Linked DNA regions of Gossypium hirsutum: region 1 is linked to region 2. The links are chromatin contacts, called in public Hi-C maps. All regions are on one chromosome and are shown on one strand. The core of a region is the stretch at or near the end of the contact, and the rest is flanking DNA. Distances in the headings are between cores, read along the strand shown.

Region 1 (4,550 bases), core at 577-3,076, 310 kb after region 2:
TTCCTACTACCCTATGAAATATTGCAATTTTTCAAGCAGAAAGATCGAGCATAAATGGTCTATTTTCACTAAAATTAGATACGAATAAGGCATATAATAGGGTGCAATGGGATTTCCTAAGGCAAATGATGATAAAGATGGGTTTGATATGGCTTAGGTAGATATAAAAATGCACTATATAAGTTCAGTGTCATACTCTTTTTTTGATGAAAAGTGTCATACTCGATTATACTGAATAGGGAACTAGGAAATCATATTATACCAGAAAGAGGATCAGAACAATGCGATCCACTCAATACCTATTTATTTCTAATCTACAGCGAGAAACTGTCATCGTTAATAAGATTAGCAATTAGAGAGGGATTGATAAAAGGGGCTAGGACTTACCCACAAAAACTGGAAATATCATATTTTCTTTTTTACAAACGATAGCCTATTATTTGGGGAGGCTACGGAAAGAGGAGTCAGAAAAATCAAACAAATTCTGGAGGTGAAAGTTTGCATTGAATTTCTGCCTAAAAATGAAACTCAATAGTTTTTGTACTTTATCACCAATTTTCCCATTCCCTTTCACTATTTCCAACATATGCGAAAATGCCAACCCAGTCTCTTAACGTGCCCACGCATGACATAGTCCACTTAGTCAAAACTTGGAGTTTTTACCCTTTATTTTCTTTTTAATAAAAAATGCAAATAATTAAGTAAAAAATGAATCTACCGTCCAAGAACACTGTTCATATTGATTTTCCCTTCCTTCTAATTTTCAAAACCCCTTTTGTTTGAGCAAAAAAGTTTAAGCCTTTACGGGATAGGTTTAGCACAACCCTGCCATTAACATCTTTTATATGTATTAACCTAAATTAGAATTGAGGAAAAACTTATCAGGATAGTTTTTTTATACAATTGTTTAAAATTACCTATAATTCTTTTTCATCTTTAGATAAAAGGATAAACACGTTTTAAGATGTTTAAACTCACATTCTCTTACTCTAGCGATAAACCTCATCATAGATTTAAATCGTATCTGTTCTTTTTAACACAATTCTTATAACTATCCATAATCTCTCCAACTCATAAATAGGAGGATAATACGTTTCAACGCACTCAAACTTGCGTCTTCTTACATTGACAACAAAATCTACGCCAATCAAGTTAAGATTCAATCGACCATTTAACTTAATTTTAAAAAATTGTTATTAATAACTCATTGATACTTCATATGATTATACATTGACAATGTATAAATCTTAAATTTATTTATATTTGATATTATATGGAGTCAACGAGTTAAATGATAATAAATTATTATAAAACAAGTTATATAAATATAATTTTAGAGGTGAATTAATAATAGTGCCTGTTGTGTAGGTTATTTTATCGATTACATTATATATCTTAAAACTCAAGCTATATATTTTCGAAATAAAATACGTAGACTATAAAGAATATAAGTTAACTGTATAGGATGCCGTAAACATAAACCCAATTCATTTATGTGGAACAAGACAGAAGATAAAAGACAATAATAAAAATAAAATTAGGGTAATTTAATTATAAATTCTATAAACACAAAATTTTGTTATAATGGTGGGGAGACCGGAGAGAAGAGGTGCGCGGAGTAAAAGGAGGCACAGAACCGGAAGAGGACAAAAGATGGAAATTTTAAAAAAAAATAGATTAAAAGGTTTAAAGCCCAGCCCAGGACATAACAGTCATTTTTAGACATCAATTTTAAGGTTAACATCTCTCTCTAACTGAAAACGACTGCAAGCAACTTGTGGTCTACCTGTGAATATATATTACTTTTTTTCGATAGACACCGACTCTATGGCCATCACTCTTTTCTTTATATATAGATCATATGGTTCTCTCGTATTTATCTCTTGTTCTTTGTTTTTTTTTTTTCTTTTACTCTCTTTCACCAAATCTTCTTCCTCCTCTTTATATTCTCTTAGTTTTTTTTTTTCACCATCAACAATGGTGGATCTTCAAACTGTATGCTGCATGTGCGGCGACGTTGGTTTTCCTGACAAACTCTTCCGCTGCAACAAATGCCGCCACCGCTTTCAACACTCGTATGGATTTCTTTGTTTTTTTTCCTCTGTTCCCCATCATCATAGTCCATCCATCTTCATGTGTATATATGCATATATCTAATCATCACCATCATCATCATCATCATGGGTTGATAGATAGTTAGATACCCTTAATTCATTTTATCGTTCATCATCACAGTTAGATAACACCCATCTCCACCAAGCACCACCCAACAACCACCACCAAACGTAATGGTTTCGTATTAGACGGAATGGAAATCATAGGGGTTATCATATTTTCCTTCTTAAAGCGTATATAAAATATATTAATGTTTTCATCATAGCCATATGTACTTTTTTTTTTTCAAATTCTATTTATATTTTATGGGTCGAAAGTTAAACAAGCTCTTGATGCTGGCTGCAGGTATTGCAGTAATTACTACAGCGAGTTCGCTGAACCAATTGAACTGTGTGATTGGTGCCAAAGCGAAGCAAAGAACTCGAGGCAAGGAAGGTCTTCAAAGAAACCAACAACTGGAAACGAGAGTGGAATTATAAACCGATCCGAGTATTCGGGTGACAAAATCAAGCTACAGGATCGAGACGAAAGTGGTGATGATCAGAAAGGAAAGAGCAGTGGGACGCCCTCTCCAAGGCCTACGACACGCAGGTACAAGCTTCTCAAGGATGTGATGTGTTAAAAACACTTAATTTCCAAAGGAAAAAGAAAAGAGTTTGTGTCGAGAAAACTTTGTGTGTTGTCGATAGTAGCAAAACTTGTTCATAAGTTGTTGTTATCCAGCGTTTCTTTTCAGGGTTATGGATGAATTTGTTGGCAGTATGGCTTTTTTTTTCACTTTTTCGGTAAGTTTTGTTAATAAAATAATGTAATTATATTCAAACTGGATCGTTGGCACAGGTTTTTAAGCTTTTGTTTTCGATCTCTTTGTTCCACTGCTAATTAGGCTAAAGTTTGTAAGATTATGGATGCATGACAGATGAGATATTCATATAGGTTTTTCGTGCATGAAAATGTTGGATCATCAAATAAAATATACCAATCTATTTGACAGTCATTAACAAATGTTGGATCATCTGTAACCTAGCGGGATGATTTGGATAAGCATATGATCTAGTGTTTTATCTAGCTAGGGTTTGTTATCATCATCGCAATAAGGGTTAATGGGATGAGTTTCAGCACCTTCATTTCCTTTCACTAATTTGTTGAGTCTCTTAAGGAGAATTGAATGCACTTCAATGGTTGCCTCTTGGCCAAAGAATTCATAGTACCTAAAGCTGCAGATTCATTGAAAGGCTTTAATTGCTAGGCCCTCCATTATTATTTTTGAGGGAAAAAAGAGAGGAAAGAATTGCCTACAAAATAAGTTTTTTTTTTTCATTTAAAAAAAAAAGAAAAGAAAGAAATGTCAAAATGCCCTTCCGTGAAGAAGAGAAACACATGGTAAATGTAGCTTGGCCTTGATCTACTAGAGTAGCTAGCAGAGACAGGAAAGGACGGAGTTTTTTTTAGCAGATTGTGGCTCTCCTAGGCCATTCATTTAAGTCATTCGATTTTTGATATTTCTTACTGTTTGTATTGTACTGCATTGTTGACCCGTAGTTGTATGAAATATCTCTCAAGTACAAAAAATATTTAGCTGATAAGATCTCCTTCCACTGTATCTGCTTTTGGCCATATATGAGAAACCAAGAAAAACCTTTCTTATTGGGCTATATATATATTGAAGTGAAAATGAAGCCATGACCTGTACCTCCAGTTGATGGCACCCAAGTAACATAAATTACCCAAAGCTTTCTTCATTATCAAATCTCTCATCTTACTTTTAAAAGTTTTAAATTATCTGTCAAACTTATAATCTTTCAATATATCAAACATTAACCCATTTTTCAATTGTGGATGTACTTCCTTTCTTTCCAAACAATCATGAAAAAGTTATCACATGGTTGCTGCTTTCACTTGCTCTCTCTCCTCCACCTTCCATTGTCCAACTTTCAAGCAAATAGTTGGAATTCTAGAATCTTTTGAAGATTAACATGCAACTGTCGAATATTTATGGTTATATGTCTACATTTAAAGATGTTTCATAATTTGTTTTCATTCATTAAAAAAACCAGGTTATGCTTATGATTGCAAATTGCATGTGAGCACACATATCTGATTTGCACTTGGATATCATATGTTATATTCCTTTGTCCCCAAAACCATTAATGAGTTCATTTATATTTTCTTAAATTTATATTGTATCAGCAAAAGTTTTTCACACTGTCTTCATTTTTAATGATGTGTCATCCAGTTCATTAAAGTAAGTTCACTGCAATTGATTTTGGTGGTTTTTTTTTTAACATTTTTGGGGTTTATAGGAGCTTAAGTTATCTCTTTTTGGTATGTGTTTCAAGTGTGTTCTATTAACTTTGTGGTTAATTTTTTAACTCTTTGGATTTTAATAATGCTTTTAGATTTGCTGACAAAAAAAAAAGGAAATCTAGTTCACT
Region 2 (4,493 bases), core at 1,673-4,172:
ATCCCACATCTTGCAAGTGTCCATGAATGATAACCGGTGCACTTACACTTAAATTGTGTATGTATGTTTCCAAAATCCAATCTTCGGCCTAAGTATATAAATATAAAAAATATATAAAATAAGAATGTTAATAACATAATAATTAACTAATTAAAATTAAATAATTTAGTAATAATTTCTTACTATTTGTAATTGAACATCAAAGATGTGCTTGTTATCCAAATGAATAAGTTAATTTGTCATTTTACAAATTATAATGAGTACAATAAAATTGAACAAAATAGGATTGAGAGAAAGATTTAAAACGAAATTATTGAGAGAATAGGTTTGAATGGGAAAAAAAATGAAGTTTAGAGGGGTTTATATAGGAAAAATATGGCTGTTGAGGGATGTAACCGTTGAAATTGTGATGGGGGAATGTTACCATTGCTTGAAAAAGCGTCCTGTAAGATGCGTTTTCATTTTCCCTCTTCAAAAACAACCTATTCTCATAAATATAAAAAAAAGTGCCTAAATTCTTAAATTTTATAAAAAAGCGACATATTTTTATAAATTAAACATTATTTTTATATGTAAAATATTTCAAATAATTATTTAAAATACACATACAAAAATATATAATACTAAAATTTACCACACCCGTAATATGAATGGAAAAACTAAATATTTTACATATAAAAAATATATTTACTAAAAACAATTATATCTAAAATAATTAATTAATTTTATATACTAGATTTATCATACCACAATGTAGGTAAAAAATAGTGATATTTAAAATATATATTTTTATAAAATTAAAATTTAAAATACTCTCAATGTATGTAAAAAATAAATATTTGACATATAAAAATCATATTTAAAAAATTATATAAAAAAATTAGTTAATATTTTAAAAATATATATTTAACATAATATATGTAAAAATTATTTTGATTATATAATTACATATTTATTATTTTTCCATATAAATAAAGAAGTTATTAATTAAAAAATAAAATAAAATAATTAAAAACTCGAAAATAACTTGCTTATTAATAAAAAAGAAAAGAAAAGAGAGCTTGAATCATTCATTAGAAAAAATAAACCAAATAAACATGAGATGAGACCCAACAGTAGAAAATACAAGCATTTAACCAACAAATTAAAAAGCAAAATTGTTAAAAGAAAATGCTCTTTTTTTTTAAAAGCGTTTTTCATAAGCTAGTTTCTTTATTGAAAGTGGCAATTTTCACTAATTTGCCCTATTGTAATTTGTAATACACATATATAAATAATATTTTGTGTCATATTATTAGACTAATAACCAAATGAATCATTAATTTTATAACAAAAAATAATAATTCGAAAATATAAAAATAAAAGATTTTAGTAAATATATTGAAACGGAGCAATAATAACTCAACAACAACTTGTCTCTAATTTTGATTTTGAAAAAAAAAAAAGTTGTAAGATTGGAGTGGGTGAAGCATATCATTAGCTTCCCAGTATTTGTCTTCCAAAACTATGCTTTATATACTATTAGTTTTTTAATCTCATATTTTTAAAACTTAATTTTATTCATTCCTAAAGAAAAAGTTATACATTTTAATTTCATTATCTAAAAAGTTACACGTGAAAGGGAAAACGCCATTATTTTTGTGTGCGGTCCGTTATCAGCTGCCACTGCGTTGCGGTGCGTCACGTGGAAAGTCACGCTCATAAAAGCAATGAATGGTAGGGCAGCTGAACTGAAACCCAAATATTTAATGACTTTTTCTTTTTTCTTGTTTTATTAAAAATAAAATTCCTAAAGATTAAACTAAACAGAAACGCCAAAAAACGGACGTTTGATGGTGAAAGTGAAACACACTGATTCAAAGGGCTCCAAACAACAGCACCCCTATTCAACGTGATTACCCTCACTTTTACACCTCAGCACACCTGTTGTCGGTGCGGCTGACGACACACTTGCTCTTGCTGCCGTCTCGTCGACTGCTCCTCCTTCTGCCGCCGCAGCTCCAACACCTTCCGGTGGGAGTTCGAGTGTTGAGTCAACACAAATGTCGGACTCGCTGCGGGTCTGTATTCGGGCACTAGCCGACCCGATTTATACCGGACCCCACACGCGTTGCACAATGTCTTCGGTCCTAATGGCCCCGTCCGCCACTGTGGGGTCTTCTCCGACGCGCAGTGTGAGCATCGCCTCATCCCTTCTACCGTCGCCGGGGATGCTTGACGTTGGATTTCCCTTTTCGTCTTTGTTTTTCCCGTTAAGGTACCTGCAGCTCCAGAAGTCGTCGTCGTCCAGTTTGTGCCGTTCAATGTTGTTACCGCTCTGGAACGCTTGCTCCGAGCTTTGCTTGAAAACGACGAGTTATCATTTCTAGGGTTAAGGATTCCGGGGAGCGAGTATGAGGGGAAGTCGGTGAAGGAATCTTCAACGAACTGCGACAACCACTCCAGCTCAGCCACGTCATCACTCTGCAAACAAAAACCACAACAATAAATGTATTCGTGCATGCTAGTAAAAATAAATATAAAGTAAGAAAACGAACATGGAATTCGTTATTACGGGAAGGCAAATATCGTGGTTAAAGTCTAAGGAGAAAGAGGGAGTGAGGGCGGCAGAGGAGGAGGAAGCGGCGGAAGCGTCGCTGAAAGGGGTCTCAGAAGGAGGGAACTGATCATGGCTGGTGGCGGCCGAAGCAGAGGGAAAAAACTCATCGTTGGACAAATCCAAAAGATCATCAACATCTAATTGTTCCGAAGTTGAAATCCCATAGATATCCATCTTTTTATACACCCCCCAAAAAGCTGATCTCTCAGCTCTCTTTCCCTCAAAAGAACGAGCCAGAGAAAGGAGAGAGGCAGAGGTGAGTGATATATGGATGGGAAGAGGGGGCAGAGGAACGTGCAAGATGACTACAATTTCCTTTTTTTCTTTTTAAAAAAAATTGGGATCTATAATTTAATATATAAAATAGATAAAAGAGTCATACAGTAAATGGATTAATCCCTCATGCATGCATGTGTTTGTGTATAGTTTATAATATACTATACTATAGTAAATATTAAATTAATCGTGGTAGTAAATAGGAACAAAAACATGGATGTGGTTGTCATTATATTTACATATAAAATATGTAATTATTGTTAGTATGGCACCAATGGTTGTAATGTATTTTTATTGAAATTGTTATGGGTATATAATTTTAAATTTTATCTAATATATTTTTTAAAATATTTAATTGATGTATATAAAGATATTAAATAAATAAATTTTAAATATAAATATTTATTCATTATATAAAATATTCAAATAATATATTTCATAAATAAAAATTCCTCATTCATTAAACCAAAAATCATCGTATACCTTAAACAACGAAATTATTCGCAACAAAATCATCTTATATACTAACTATATTAGATGAAAGCTCCATAAAAACTTACACAAGCATTTAGGGATTTCGCCTGTTTTTTTTTTTTCTTTCCATTCTTATATAAGATATTATTGATTAATTGTGATACTTTAAATTTTAAAGTTTATAACTTCACATTGGTTGAAGTTCAATCTTTAAAGTTTGAAATTGATAAATTTTAATTGTTAAAGCTCTGACTTTTTATTATTTATTGTTATATATGATTAAAAAAATAATATTTTTATATATAGTTAACATTATTCATATACTAATGGGTGCACAATGTTTTAGTTAGAGCGACGAAAGTTGCGCAAAATGAGTCGGTGCAAATCACATAGGCCAAAATTTTCGTCAGTTCAAATTGTAAAGGTTTCTGAATTTTCTACTCTTAACCTTTAGGTTCTTGCAACAATAAAAATGCTAATGGTATATATATTATAAAATGTGTATTTGTCTTTATATAACTTTCTTTTATGAAAGCAATTATATATAAATTGAAATTTATTGTGAAAAAATAAAATAAAATAAAAATTTAAAAATAAATAATAGAATGGATAGTATTTTTTAAATGTTAAGTTAATTGAATTAAAACTAGAACTTTTATCATACGCGTATGCATGTGAATATATCATATTTAGAATACATATGCTTTTAAAAGTAAGATATATTAAATAATGAAATGTAATACTTGAAATTAATAATAATAACATACCTATGCAACATGCAATAATAATAAAGTATTCATAACAAAATTAAAATGTATAAAAAGTTTTGAAATAAAGATTTGGTTGAGTTGTGAATTTAAGATTTTATTAATGTAATTGATGTACGGTTCAAATTCTACCATATCAATAATTTTAATTTTTTAAAAAATTAAAAAAAAAACTAATAACTCATTTAAAATACGAAGTGATATTTTAATAATTTTTCTAACCGAGTTGGGGCATGGGTGACTTGTGACACCAACCGAATTTTGATTTTAAATAATAGTATATAGATTTATAAGTAGGCAGGGGCGTAGCCAGGAGGGCTGGCATGGGCCTCGGCCCCCCCTAAAATAGAAATTTTCATTTTAGGTCATTGAAATTT

What was found. A called contact is a pair of places that touch in the nucleus more often than the background predicts.
Region 1: a Hi-C map of leaf shows a contact between it and region 2, with 1.7 times the contacts expected there. The contact joins the promoter of LOC121204489 here to the promoter of LOC107935862 in region 2. A contact is called at or near these places in 4 of 34 Hi-C or Micro-C datasets (all in leaf).

The regions. Positions count from the first base shown.
Region 1 is chrA08:106,104,981-106,109,530 of Gossypium_hirsutum_v2.1, forward strand. LOC121204489 reads left to right here and starts at 1,827. Exons shown (of 2, transcript XM_041074339.1): 1 at 1,827-2,075; 2 at 2,461-2,979. The coding sequence starts at 1,828. The coding sequence ends at 2,737.
Region 2 is chrA08:105,795,909-105,800,401 of Gossypium_hirsutum_v2.1, forward strand. LOC107935862 (GATA transcription factor 4) reads right to left here and starts at 2,923. Exons shown (of 2, transcript XM_016868490.2): 1 at 2,555-2,923; 2 at 1,568-2,463. The coding sequence starts at 2,773. The coding sequence ends at 1,915.